Regions from separate parts of the Rattus norvegicus genome. Here region 2 is linked to region 1. Evidence: chromatin contacts called from public Hi-C data. All regions are on one chromosome and are shown on one strand. The core of a region is the stretch at or near the end of the contact, and the rest is flanking DNA. Distances in the headings are between cores, read along the strand shown.

Region 1 (7,359 bases), core at 3,584-6,083:
TCACTACTGGGGGAGGAAGAGACAAGAAAGAAATGAATGGCTCATTCTGTGGTTCCCATATGTCCAGCTCAAGCTGGTTAATGCTACCTGTCTTAGCCTAAGCATCTGAGCTGCAGACATTACTGTAGATATTAACTTCCTGACAAATGGGGAAAACAACAAGATCTAGGACTCGTCACAAGATTTTTAGTGCACTATTAGCAGATTCACCCGTCAAAACGCTATTCAGTTCTAGAAAATGGTACATATGTCTAATAGTAAGACTAAGGTAGGTATATTACCCTAACTTCAAAGCCAGTTGAATCAGACAGCAAAACTCTGCCTCAAAATTCAAACTAGGCTGTATGGTGGCACACACCTGTGATCCTAGCACACGGGACGGGAGGTATAGGTGTTAAGTGATCCTCAGCTAGATATGTAGTTCAAGGACAGCCTCAACTACACAAGACTAAAAAACCAACCAACCAAAACAACAACAAAAAACCAATAAAACACAACAGAAATGCCTCAAGAAGCAGAGGCAGGTGGAATTCTGGGTTCGAGGCCTGTCTCATCTGGATAGAGTTCCAGGTCAACCAAACACTACAGAGAGACCCTGTCTCAAAAACCAAACAAAAACCAAACAAAAAAAAAAAAAAAAACAAAAAACAAAACAAAACAACAACAAAAAAAAAAAAAAAAAAAACAAAAAAACAAACCAACAAACCCAAAACACCTGTTCTCGAGGAGGACCTGTCCAGGTCTGGTTCCCAGAATCCATATATATAGTGGTTCACAGTTAGAAGGATCTAATTCCCTCTTCTGGTGTCTGTGGGGACCAGTCACACATGTGGCACACATACATACAGGCAAAACGCTCATACAAATAAGATAAAATTTAAAAGCTCTTCATGTACAAACAATCCAAAGGTAATTAGGGGAAAGAAGGCAGGCACAGTGCTGAGAAGTGCCATGGGGTAGGACCACTTTTACTAAGCACTACAACTAGTAATAGAAAATCTGTTACACCAAAGCCCACCTCAGGCTCTTCCCAACCGACACCAAGAATTGTCTGGTGTTGGAGGAGGCGATCTGAAATCTGAGGGGCTCTCTAAGTACTTTATAACAAGACAGCAAACTGGAGAGCGAGGGGTTTTGTGGTTCTAAGCATGTTCAACGACCCCACCTTGTTTTGGTTCAGTAAGTTTGTAAGGACTCATTTTTTTTTTTTTTTTTTTTTTTTTGGAGCTGGGGACCGAACCCAGGGCCTTGCGCTTGCTAGGCAAGTGCTCTACCACTGAGCTAAATCCCCAACCCCAAGGACTCATATTTTTAATCAATCAATCAGTCAATCAATCTTTTTGTTGTTCTGGGGCTCATATGCAGAACCTCCAAAGTGCTATATGTATTCTACCACTGAGCTATATCCCAGTCACATATTCAATCTTTTTTTTAAAACGATTTATTTATTTATTATATATAAGTACACTGTAGCTATCTTCAGACACACCAGAAGAGAGCTTTACAGATGGTTGTGAACCACATGTGATTGCTGGGATTTGAACTCAGGACCTCTGGAAGAGCAGTCAATGCTCTTAACCACTGAGACATCTCTCCAGCCCTCAATCTTTTTTTTTTAAAAATAGTGGTTCGTGTAGCTCATTCTCACCTCCAACCCCATATGCAGTCAATAGTGACCTTGAATTTCTGATCTTCCTGCCTCTACCTCCCCAAAAGGCATGCACTACCACATCCAGTTTTATGTGGTGCTCGCTAATCAAACCAGGATCTCTTGCATGCTAAGCAAGTATTCCACCAACTGAGCCACATTCCAACCCCCACCCCACAAAAAAAAAAAAAAAAAAAAAAAAAAAACATTGAGGGCAGAAGAGACTTCTTTCCCATAGTATCCCCAGGACCCATGAAGGTGTCATCTAGATCACATCAGGATGGATTTGGGAGTAAAAAGACTGATTTTGGTACAGGCACCACATGGACACAGTCATGTGGTTAATCTGTATGAACCTCCATTCCTCTCCTATAGATTGGGGCAGTTAGATTAGATGATCTCTGGCCTGCCAGGATTCTGATGGAGATAGTAGGGATAAGGAGGCATGAAAAGCAAGAGGGAGAAGGTCTCAGTCTCAGTGGCCAATACCTACAACTAAAGCTGTATGGACAAGCACTAACGTAGGATCTGATAGGGACTTTCACTGAGCAGTCACAGGAGACCACTGCATAGCTTAATAAAAACACACACACAGCAACACTACAAGTACAGCCTGAGTTGATTCAGTGAGCAGTAATAACTATAATTAAGGTATGAATGTGTTGGAGCGCACAGCACAGAAGAGAGCAGGCTCACATTTGCTCGCCTTTAGGAGGCAGCCTTGTCCTTACCACACAGGAAAAACCGATAAACAAGGCTGACTGCAGCAGCTCCTTTGTTTCTGCTGATGGAATTGATGCTGACACTGGAAGTCAAACGGAAGGAAGGACCAGCCCAGTGGGGCTGAAGACTGCAAAGTCAAAGCACAGAGGCTGAAGAAGGCCTGGAGGAATGACTGGAATGTCCAATCGGCTCCTGCAGGTCAGGTAAGATTCTAGAAGGTGAAGCAAGTGCTCTAGTAGGAGAAATGGCCAGAAGAAATTATGTACATGTATGTGTGCCCATGTGCGTGTGCGTGTGTGTGTGAAGAGAGCAGCAAAGGGGAGAATACATGAATTCAAGACTCTGTAGCAAAAAATTTCAAGCTTCTGTTATTCTACAGATAGCCTTATATAACTCATATAAAGTTTTAAAAACTAGTTGGTAGTCATGGTTATTTTTTAGACTAGTATTTACTCTATACTCTAAAGACTATGTCAACCATGATAATGTATTTGAGAAAAGCAGAAAATTAAGACAAAGTCTTCTCACAAGGCAAAAATCAAAGAAAAAGATGAACTAGTGGTCTTTCCCTCAATGAGTGATGTCAGCTGCCAGAAGACTTAAGCACACTATAATAAAAAAGAAAGTATCAGAAAGGCATCTTTCCAAAGTGAGAATGGTGTGAGAATCAAAGTCTTCTCTATAAAGGGAAAGTTCTGTGAGGTACGTGTTAGTGATGTCTAGTCTTCTGCACCTAGAAATGGGAAGAATCAACTCAGTACCTCGCTGACACTAGGAACCATTGACTGGTTAAAGAGGCAGGAACAGCACTGCTCTATTTAAATGGGAACCAACACTTAAAATACTACACCAATGGGTTGGCAACTCCATTCTCCGCAAGACCATCTTTCAATATGAAGAGCTCCATTAACATGTAATTCTGAAAACCTAGGCAACACGTTCTTCTAGAAAGTAAGATTTCCAGGGTAAAAGCTGTGGCTCCTCTTTTCACAGGAAACCTGTGGGGTAGGAGTGGGGGCACAGGACAACTCCCCTTCCACCAGGAATAGGGGAGGTCAACAAAGAAAGGCAGAGTAACAAAGACCTAACAGCTGAGTCTAGAAGGAGAACCATAAAAATGTTAAATTAACAGCTTCATTTCTAAATTAAGGGAAATGTCAGCCTAAAGAGGGCTGGGGAAGCCGGAGGGGGCAGATCATAAGGATAATAGTGTTGGGAGGAGGGGTGGTTGAAAGAGGCAGCAGGATGAAGCCAAAAGCAAGTAAAAAAAAAAAAAAAAAAAAAAAAAAAGCCACAAGAGAAGGCACTTAGCTTAATGGAGGTGGGAAAGCATTCTCGAAGAAAAGGGCTCCAAGCAGCGGGGGAGAAGCAACTTAACCTTAAAAAAAAAAGCCTCTTGGGACTATGGGGGCTCAGCCCACGACAAAGACAGATGAAGCTGCGAAAAGTCCTCCAGAATAGTTCCTAAACCATTACTTTGCCATCCAGAATCCAAAAGCTTTGACTGGACACCTGAACACTTCCATTTTTCTATTCTTACATCACGCCCAACATGGCCATTAAAGGAAGAAAAGGCCATTCTTAAGCCCAACGGGCATTTTTAACCCCGTTCCAAAACTCTCGATTCTTCTTCAAGAAGGAAGGAGGAGACTCATCAAAACCCCAAACACCTCTAACTCGGGGGAAGCGGCTAACAGGCCAGTCCCCGTTCCCAGTGTTTCCCAACAACCGTTAACTTCAGCTCTGCTCGAAATCTGACCCGCACAATGGCATCTAGGGTACAGAGAACGCCCACTTCGGGGCTCCTGCGGACCAGAAGGCCGTCTGGTTCCGGTCTAGTTGCCCACTCCCAGAAGTTCTTTCCCTTCTGTATCTGCTCTTGGAACAATTCTTCCCAAGAACAGTTTTAGTTTCGTGTACCCCGGATTTCCCGGTTAATGTCACCGGGCTGCTTAAATCTTAGGATCCCAGCAGGTACGGCGGAGCCTGTAGTCCCAGGGAGGGCGGTGGGCGGAGAGGGGACCCCGATCTCCCAGGGCCGCCGGCCTCAGCGCGACGGGACTGAGGGGCCAGGGACCGTGAGCCTCTCGTTCGCAGTCCGCAGCTCCGCTCGGGGCTCGGCCCGCGAGAAGGACGCTCGTCGGGGACTCTAGTGTGCCCCCCTCCCGGTCTCCACAAGTTTCCAAAAGAAGCCCAGCGCCTTCTCCAGAGTCTCCTGTTGCCCTCCCTACCAGCAGTCGCACAGCAAGGACTTCCCGGGCATGTCCTTCTCTCTGTCTTTTCTCTTCCCGCACTTCCCTCTCTACTCCCAGGCCCCATTACAAGATTTCCTGTACAGGAGAGATTTTTAAAAAGAAAAAGAAAAAAGAAGACCACTCACAGCTTCACTACATTCTCCACCACAGCCGCCATCTTCCCAGTTCCTCTCCCTCAGGCCGGGAGGCCCCGAAGCCCGCAACGCGCAGGCGCTAAGCCTTCTCAGGACACACGGTCCTCGATCCTCTGCGCAGGCGCAGCCCGAGGGTGCGCGCACGCACAGGCTCACGAGGGCGAGCGCTAAAAAAAAAAAAAAAAAACGACCCGACCTGGAGCCTAGGGGATCCCGATGCGCAGGCGCGATTGGAAAACTATGCGCCCTCTGCAGCTCATTCTGGAGATCTGTCTCCCCTCCATTTAGTAGAGCCTCAGGAAGGCTTGGTTGGAAAGTGAGAAAGGTAAGTGAATAGGCCAGGCAGATGAGCTAGAAGGAGCAACAGTGTCCTGCCTAGCTGACCGTTAGACACATGATTGACTCACAGGGAAGGATTGGAAAGGTCAGGGAGGTACCCAGTCCTTTAGGTACCTCTGTCCGCAACCCCCTTTGCCTATTAATCTGCCTTTTTCCCTACCTCTCGTCGGTGGGCTAAAAGGGAGGTTGAAGCATTTAAGAACCCTAAATAAAGTAGGCTTTGAAAAACCTAAGCTTACACTACATAGAGGCTCAGAACTGTCTGTAACTCCAACTCCAGGATCCCACAGTTCTTTTGACCTACTTCTTGACACCCTGGCTCAATGGAACCCTATCTTAGGGTTTCCACGCCTGTGGAGAGATACTATGACCAAGGCAACTCGTATAAAGCACAGTATTTAATTGGGGCTGGCTTATAGTTTTAGAGGTTCAATCCATTATCATCATGGCATTCAGGTAGGCATGGCTCTGGAGGAGCTGAGAGTTCGACATCTTCTTCAGAAGACAAACAGGAGAAGACTGGCTTCTAGGTAGCTAGGAGGAAGGTCTCTCCAAGCCTACCCCCACAGTGACACACCTCCCCCAACAAGGCCACTCCCTGGGCCAACCATATTGAAACCACACAGATCCCCAAAGCTTACACATGGCTACCAGCTGTATGCAGTATTAACGGCAGGCCCTGGCAGAGTCTGTATTCTCTCACTTTCCTGCAGCCTCAGTGCTGGTGTAGCTTCTCTCCTGGCGGGGTGGGGTAGGGTAAAAGAGAGGCACCTTTCTTACATTCTTACTCATGCAGTCTCACCCGAGACCTGAGCTGAAGCTAGAGGAGCCACAGGTAGAGGACATTATTGCCTTGGGTTCTGGGACAGACACCAGCCATACATGGAACTCCTGTGTCAGAGTGGTAACCTGAAGCTTTGAACTCATTGACCTCAGGCACCTCCTTACACTGAGGTAGCTAGAAATAGAAGGACCTTCCCTCCTTAGCTTGTCTAGGCACCATACCTTCAACTATACCACAATCAAAAGGAAGTCCCAAAGTACACACAAGTGTTTAATGGACAGCTAACAATGTCAAGTGTTCCTACAGTACACTGGCTTTTTTTTTTTCTTTTTTTTTTTCGGAGCTGGGGACCGAACCCAGGGCCTTGCGCTTGCTAGGCAAGCGCTCTACCACTGAGCCAAATCCCCAACCCCAGTACACTGGCTTTTAAAATTTGTATTTGTTTTTGTTTTTTGAAAGAGGGTCGGGGTTGGGGATTTAGCTCAGTGGTAGAGCACTTGCCTAGCAAACGCAAGGCCCTGGGTTCAGTCCCCAGCTCCGAAAAAAAGAAAAAAAAAAAAGAAAGAAAGAAAGAAAAAAGAAAGAGGGTCTGTCTACATAGCCCTGGCTGTACCTGAACTCACTATGTAGACCAGGTTAGCTTCAAACTCACAAAGATCCACCTGCTTCTGCCTCTCAAGTACTAGCACTAAAGGCATGGGCATCTGCTGTTTGTTTTTTTAAAGATTTAGTTTGTGTATGTGTGTGTGAATGTATTCTGTATGTGTCCTCTGGAGAACAGCAAATACTCTTAACCATTGAGACATCTCTCTCAAGTGCGGGGTTTTTTTGTTAAATTTGATTTTATGCGTATGAATGTTTTGTTTGCAGGAATTGTCTGTGAATCACTTATGTGCTTGATGCTGGGGTGTGGGGTGGTAGGAAGACCAGAAGAGGGCATCATACGGTTGTGAGCTGTCCTTTGGGTTCCGGGAATTGAACCCTCATCCTCTGGAAGAGGAGCCAATTCTCTTAAGCAGTGAGCCATCTCTAGTCCTCTGCAATTTTTAAAAAAAGTATACGGACCCACGGTCTGCCCAGTTCATGAATGCAGAACCCACAGATACACAGGACAGTGCATCTTTCTTCCTGTCAGAAAACACGAAGGTCTTACCGCAAGTACAGAGCTTCTTCCCATTCCTGTGGCCATTCCCTTATCAGCTCATCTCAAGCTTTTGTAATTTAAAAACTATGGCATAGCATTAATTGAAGGACAAACATGTAGCTCAGTTGATAAGAGTACCAGCCTAACATGGAAGACGTTCTGAGTTCAATCCACAGCACCACATCAACTGAGCCCAGTCCCTCTGTAAGAACAGCTAGCATTCTTAGCTAGTGGGCCATCTCTCTCCAGCCCCTGCCAGCCCCTCCCTGCCACACATCTAAATCAATGTCCAATAGCCACCATGGATACTTGGTTTGGATGGTAGTTAGTCT
Region 2 (7,359 bases), core at 3,164-5,663, 150 kb after region 1:
TCCATGTCTTACTGGCAACCACACAACTCAGGGAAAGGAGTGCCTGGGGGTGGGGCACAGGCGGGCAGCACTGAGGGACCCTGCCCTGCCCCTCCCCAGCCTCTTTCCCCATCTCACCCAGCAGCCACTGCCTGGTGGGCCTGGCTAAGGGTGTGCTGCTCCTTAAACCACTGCTCCCCTGAACCCAAGGCAGGCCACCTCCAACCTGTGGGACTTGAGTTCAGGATTGGAACTATTTCTGTACCTAGTGGCTTTGGGCTTAAATTTGTCTTTCGAATTTGAATGCTTGACCCCAGGAAGGAGCAGTATGGGGCTAGGTACCTGGACTTTCCAGTTTAGAAAAGCTCTGGGCCAGGAGGGGACCACGGAGCCAAGGCCTAGCTGCTGCTTTCTTTTGGTTTTGTGTTACAGGAGTTTCTGGAGAGTTTCAGATGATTATTTAATTTGTAAATATTGTATAAATTTTAATAGCTTAAATTGTATATACAGCTAAATAAAACCTTGCATTAATGACTGGTGGAACTTGTCACCTAGGATCAGGGCTGAGCTCCTTTTACTTGCTCAGTCTATAGACTTAGGAATAGCCTGCGGTTTCTGGGATTAGGATGCTGAAATCATTCAACTAGAGAGCACTGGGAGGTTGGTACCTCTCTACCTTAGGTCTGAGGTCAGACAGGGTAGCCAGGCACTATGTATGAACACTGTTTAACATTGTTTATCCAGTTTAATGGTGGGTTAGACATATGACTTGTGGGGGGAGTGCCAGAAGTGGAAGGTCTGCATTTTGTCTTCAAACACTTACATAGTTGATTCCAGGTCACAGGGTGATTCCCCAACCCTACCTAGTACAGCACTTAGTACCTAAGACATTTTGTCTGTCTCATCCACTCCAGTCCACGTCATTGTCCTGCACTGTGTCATCTGTTCTCCATAGCCTCCACCATGCCCCATCTATAGCAAAAGCTCCAGGCCAAGGATGGATTCTCTGAGGGGTCTACCCTGTGAAGCCCCCAGAACAGGGTTGGGTGGCTGCTTCCAGAATGGCTGACATAAAGAAATGTGTGCCAGTTTATAAAGGCACGGCAGTTTGTAATCTCAGGCTTTTCCACTGGTGTCTTAGTTCCTGAATTATGACTGACGGGCTCATTGTTAGGCCTTAAACAAGGCTTGTTCCCACTAGTTCACAACTCATTTAACCCATTAAAACTATTCTATGTCTGCCACATGGCTGGTTAGTTACCTTTCAGTTTCATACATCTTGCTTCCCATCTAGAGTTCCCTGTCCAATTTCCCACAATCTAATCCTGCCTCTAGCTCACTGGCCATTAGCTTTTTATTGACAGGTGATGCTTCCACAGAATGCACAAGAGATTGTCTGTACAGCAGTCATGTCTGCCTTGTTAGCCTGATGGTTGCTGTGGCCTCCTGTGTTGGACAGCTTTCAAGTGGATACCTATACATACCGGTCTACTCCCCCTTGACGAAAGCAAGGCCTTATCTCAAAGCCCTTTCATCCTAAGAATAAATTCTGTTCTTTGTGTCCCATTCCAGAGATTCCAAGTCCACTTCCTCTCTGGATGCCAGTCTGTGGAGAGCACTGCCACATGGGCTGACCATCAGGCCTCAGAAGCCTTTCTCAAGAAGCCAGGCTTTAAGTTGCTCATCAAAGTAGCCCTTGATTCGAAGAGTACCTGTCACCTCATTAACCTGGGTGACAGGCGTCTTTCCCAGCAATGGGCTCAAAAATTCTTCCACATCCTTCTGTAGAGCCTGGGGAAAGATAAACTCTAGTCACCAGTTTCTTATTACAGGATCCCACCCCTTCAGCCCTGGAAGAAATCAGGCACACACCCAAGCCACTTACCCAGATGTCACCTTCTACCTTGCGAATTAAGGTCATCTGTCGGTTGCCATGTGTGATCTCCTTATAGACAGGGATGTTGTGCATCCGAGAGCGACGAACAAAGTAGGGCAAGCTGGGAAGGGGATCTATACAGGAATACAGAATAAAAAGCTTATAGCCTCACCCACCTCAACAAGGCCTTCCCCTGCACAAAAGCTGCAAAGGGCTCTGTCGGGGCTTATTGGTTTCAAACTATGTAGTTAAGACCTTGAACTTGTACCCCACCCCCCGGAGCTGAGGACCAAACCCAGGGCCCTGCCCAGGGCCTTGCGCTTGCTAGGCAAGCACTCTACCACTGAGCTAAATCCCCAACCCCCGACCTTGAACTTGTAATCCTGTCCCCACCTCCCAAATTCTAGGATTATAGGCCTGCTGTACTTGCTATAGCGCGTATTAAATCCTACTGGACAATACTGCCTCAGATTTCGGATGAGAGCGTTTCCTCTGTCTTTCCTAAGAGTCAAGGCTGAATTTTCACCTTGGTCTTCTAAGGTCCCACACAGACCTGCTACCATCTAAGTGCTCAAGAACAACAAAGCTAGGCACGAATAAATGCTTATTCAAGCCTATAAGTCAGAAGCTGGGCATCTTGGCCTACACCTTTAATCCCAGCACTCTGGAGGCAGAGACAGATGTATCTGTGAGCCCAGTCTGATCTACAAAGTTCCAGGACAGTCAGAGCTACACAGAGAAACCCTATTTACAAATGAAAGAAAACAAATGAAGGCAGGCACAGTAGCAGATTCCTTTAATCCCAGCGGAGGAATTGGAGTTTGGAGCCAGTCTGACCTACAGATTAAAGACCAGGCTAGTCAGGGTTGCACAGACACTTCTTTAAAAACAGGGGTTGGGGATTTAGCTCAGCGGTAGAGCGCTTGCCTAGCAAGTTCAAAGCCCTGAGTTCAGTCCCCAGCTCTGGGGGGGGGGGGGGGGGGGAAGAAAGCCACAAAAACAGTTTACTAGAGTGTATGTATCTCTCTGCATCTTTGGGGACTCCCCACCCCAACCCTCAATCGAGGAATACTCTCTCCTTTCCCACTGACCCAGTGAGGCTGACAACTTCTGAACAAAGAGGAGTTAAAGGGATTCTGGTTTTTATGTGAATTAGTGACTTGCCTACATACCTATGTCTGTGTGAGGCTGTCGGATCACCTGGAATTGGAGTTCTATATGGACGGTTATAAGCTGCCAGGATGGTGGGTGCTGGGAATTGAACCTGAGTTCACTGGGAGAGGAGCTAGTGCTCTTAACCAATGAGCAATCTCTTCAGCCCCCTTTGTTTGTTTGAGACAAAGTCTCTCTGAAGCTCCAACTGTCCTAAACTTTGCACTGGCAATAAGACTTTAAAAACAGAATCACACACTGGACTCTGTGCTAAGATTTTACATACTGAGCAGATGATACCCATTTTCCTGAATTCGAGGTTAAGAGCAGCTAAATGACTAAAGAAGTCACACCAATGAAGGACAGACCCAAATTCAAAACAGGCGCTCCAGACACTTTCCTGTCTGCTAAACTGCATTCTCTGTTACCCATGGTCAGTTGGACTGGAAGGAGAGAACTCCAAACACAGGAGTCTTCTCTGCTTTTTCACCACAAGGGAAGTTCACCCCAGTAACATAGGGTGCTACTGCTGGTCCCTTTCCTGGGCTTAAGACAATACTAACCCTCCTACATCTAAGAACTTCTAAGCCCACTGGAAAGTCCAAAGCCTTTATCACTTGACTCACCTCTGGGAGGCTGCCAACCACTAGGAGTGGGATAATGTTTATGTTTTGGTGGCTCTGGGATTTTGGTAGGGGGGAGCAGGCGCTCCACAAACTGGTATTCATCCACAGATTCCACAAAGCTGGGGTTATCAGGAGGCCCCTGGGTCTGGCTCTAAGGCAAAACAAACAAACAAACCATCTTTCCTTTAGTTTAATCAACACAGAACTTCAGTTTAAAAAGAAATAGCATGAATAAAACTTGGAACTGGGAAAGCACCAGACTTCGATTTTTCAGTGTGCATGATAGGAGAATGGGGGTGGGGGGCTGAAAAAACAACTCCCAGTCAGAATCCCAAGACTTCTCCAGGACTCAAACAGCAAACGTGCATATTCCTGAAAAGTCGATTAATTAAACGATTGACCAATACAGTATCCTTCAGTATTTTTCTCTAAATATGGTGTTGAGACGAATGACATGCTTGATCGAGCGGGGACATACAGCTGCTCTCACGTCTTAACCAACTGGAGGGATGCGGCAGCCACATTCCAAAACCCAGACTCTGAACCTGCCCTCTCCACCTTGCATCTACCCTCCAGACAAGTATCAGCTGGAGTACACAGGAAAACTAAGGCCTCGTGAGGGAATACAAAGTTCATGAGTAACAGTGAGGTTCACACACTGCCTTTTGTCCTCCGGGTTCTCACCAGCTGCCGTCGCCCGTAGCTCCACCGCACGCAAGTCTTCCAGTCATGGAGAATGACTCGGAATACATTTGCTGCCATCTTTGCTCCTCCAATGAGTGACATCTGCGCGCGCAGCCGAACTCGCCCCGCCTCTTCCTGCGCGCGCAGCCCCAATGAACGAACGCCTGCGTAAAGCGTAAGGGGCGGCCTAGGACGGCGGTAGGCGGTACAAACAACCAACGATCCGCGCGGTCGCGCAGTAGTGACGTGGCACGCAGCAGGCGGTGAGGACGTGCGCGCCCCCGCTCCTTCCTCTTTCTTGACTCCATCTTCGCGGTTGCAGCAGCGGCGTCCGCGGGTAAGGTGAGACAAGGGGTGCGGCTGGGCCTGGAGCACGCGGTAGTAAGCGGTCTTTGAGCACAGAGGGTGCGGGGAAGGCAAAGGACACGGGCGATTCTGCGGCCTTGTCTCCGTTTTCATCCGGGTCCCTGACGAGCCCGGCCTTCCGCATGTGAGACCGCGCAGTCCTCTGCCCTGATTCCTATGCCCCGACCTTTCTCCTGGAACGCTCCTTATTTTCTCTCACAAGCCTTTCTTTCTTCAGTAGCCAACATGCAGCTCTTTGTCCGCGCCCAGGAACTACACACCCTCGAGGTGACCGGCCAGGAGACGGTCGCCCAGATCAAAGTATGTAAAGATCCTTGGTCCCACCTAACTTTGCCCTTTTATTCCCAGACCTACGGAGAAAGTCTGTCTACTTTTAAACATTGCCTCTCTTTTGCTTTTAGGCTCATGTGGCCTCACTGGAAGGCATTGCCCCCGAAGATCAAGTCGTGCTTCTGGCAGGCTCGCCGCTGGAGGATGAGGCCACCCTAGGCCAGTGTGGTGTAGAGGCCCTGACCACTCTGGAGGTAGCTGGCCGCATGCTGGGAGGTGAGTGCTTTTTCACTGAGTTAATGGAATGTTTGTAGTTAAACCGTATGACAGCTCATTTAGGGACATTAGAACATAGTGATACTTGTCTTTAACCAGACTGAGGTTCTCAGTGTCCCCACTAAATTCTCCAAACCTGGTGGTAGCCCACCTTTAATCTTACTTCTTGGGAGGCAGAGAGCCAGGCGGATCAAAGTCTGGTTTACTAGGTTCTCGGTATGCTCCTGTCTGTTCTGTATGTAGAACGATAGCTGAGAGTATGGACTTCTTTGTATATACCAACCTTCAGCGCTGAATAAACTGGTTGTGACTTGGAGATGGGAGCAACCATGGACAGCTATTTTGTGACCATTCTCTAAATCTATGCAACTCTGTTTCATTACTTGTTGGGTCCAACTTGTCATCAGAAAGCTCAAGAATTGATGGGGAAGAAGAGTTGTGTAGGGCATAACCTTGCTACTTACCTGATGCCTTTCTCCCACCCCCAACACAGGTAAAGTTCATGGTTCTCTGGCTCGTGCTGGGAAAGTGAGAGGTCAGACTCCCAAGGTGAGCCATGCGCTTGGTATTTGGACTTTGTTTCTTTTCTGTCAAAGCAAAGTGAAGACCTTTGGATTTCCTGTCTGTGTTCTCTTTTATGGAGAGGAGCCGGTGGGAAAGATGGCAGGCGTGGGAGAGGTCAACCAGGGTCTGATCAGTCCTTCCTTTTCCCAGGTGGCCAAACAGGAAAAGAAGAAGAAGAAGACTGGTCGGGCCAAGAGGCGAATGCAGTACAACCGACGCTTTGTCAATGTTGTGCCCACCTTTGGCAAGAAGAAGGGCCCCAATGCTAATTCCTAAGTCCTGTTGTGATCCTGCCACACTAATAAAGCCACTTTGCCCAGAATTTCTTATGCGTTCATCATTTGTAATGCTGTGGCCAATTTGAGGCTCACAAAGTGCCTTGGTCATCAGCACGAAGGCTGGCTTCAGAGTTCAGGGAACCTGCCTTTAGTTCCAGCACTTGGAATCTACATAGTGAGTTCAAGACAGCCAGGGCTACCTAGAGACCTCTCAACCAAGCAAACAAATGTACTAAAGAGGCGTTTGTGTTTAGAGGTAGCAGTGGAAGGGGGAGGGGTTTTGGGTAGAAGAGAATCTTCTGGATTTGGGTAGCCTCAAAAAGTTGAAAGCACAAGGAACATGGTTTAGAAACTCAGCTTTAGAAACTGGTATTGGCTGACTATCTTGGCATCTAAATCTTACCTGGCCTAATTTAATCACCACTGTGACAGACCTGATTAATGGTTCCACTCTCCTGGACTCCATTCTGCTCATCTATGTTTGTGACCTGCTTTCTTGGAATGTGGCATAATCATGGAGTAAGGCTGAGTTTGGACATTCCATCCATTCTCTCTGATGCTTTGAGACCAGTGTCTGGCCCACTGTAAATGTGACCATTCTGTTTTGTTCTATAATGGCTGTGAATGTGTCCCATATTCATGTGTAGGTAAATACATTCTTCAGGTCTGTTGTAGGCATGGAACTCCAGTTGTTAGAAATTAGAAACAAGTACTTGGTTCTTGAGACTCAAGGTCTCAAACTGCAGGCCAGGCTGGTTTTGAACCTCCAAAGTGCTTGTATTGGTATAAACACTCTATGCCTGAGTAGTACTCAAGGCAAAAATGCAGAAACTCATAACCTACTCAGACTCTGTAGAGAAAAAGTAGTACAAAACTAGAGATTGAGCCAGGAATAGCACAGGGGAGACAGATGGATCTGAGTTTGAGATCAGTGGTCTACATAGTTAAACCATAGCTACACAATGAAAATTAGCCATGGCTGGGCTGTAGTGGACTTGAATCCCAGCACTCAATCCCAGGCAGGGAGGCCTCTGAGTTTGAGGACAATCTGGTCTACAGAGTGAGTTCCAGAACAGCCAGGGATAGACAGGAACTTTTAACTTAAAATACCGGAAAAGAGGATAACATTTGAAACTTAAAAATATCCAATAAAAAAAAAAATAGTTAAGTGTGGTGCTGTACTGGGGTGGGGAATTGGCATTGTTTTCAGAAGAATGTCCCTAGAAAAAGCTTAGTGTGTGCCTCCTGTCATTCCAGTACTGGAGAGGTGGAGGCAGGAAGATAAATT

The links. A called contact is a pair of places that touch in the nucleus more often than the background predicts.
Region 2: a contact with region 1 is called in a Hi-C map of psoas muscle, with 2.2 times the contacts expected there. The contact joins the promoter of Mrpl49 here to the promoter of Dpf2 in region 1. A contact is called at or near these places in 5 of 12 Hi-C or Micro-C datasets (the A7r5 cell line, frontal cortex, kidney and 2 more).

What each region holds. Positions count from the first base shown.
Region 1 is chr1:212,623,456-212,630,814 of GRCr8, forward strand. It overlaps Dpf2 (double PHD fingers 2), which reads right to left and starts at 4,834. Exons shown (of 11, transcript NM_001108516.1): 1 at 4,752-4,834. The coding sequence starts at 4,783.
Region 2 is chr1:212,774,914-212,782,272 of GRCr8, forward strand. It overlaps Mrpl49 (mitochondrial ribosomal protein L49), which reads right to left and starts at 4,414. Exons shown (of 4, transcript NM_001047883.2): 1 at 4,318-4,414; 2 at 3,634-3,784; 3 at 1,865-1,989; 4 at 444-1,770. The coding sequence starts at 4,395. The coding sequence ends at 1,624. It overlaps Fau (FAU ubiquitin like and ribosomal protein S30 fusion), which reads left to right and starts at 4,600. Exons shown (of 5, transcript NM_001012739.1): 1 at 4,600-4,659; 2 at 4,901-4,983; 3 at 5,085-5,229; 4 at 5,723-5,778; 5 at 5,944-6,115. The coding sequence starts at 4,909. The coding sequence ends at 6,069. Syvn1 (synoviolin 1) reads left to right here. Exons shown (of 16, transcript NM_001100739.1): 16 at 1-513.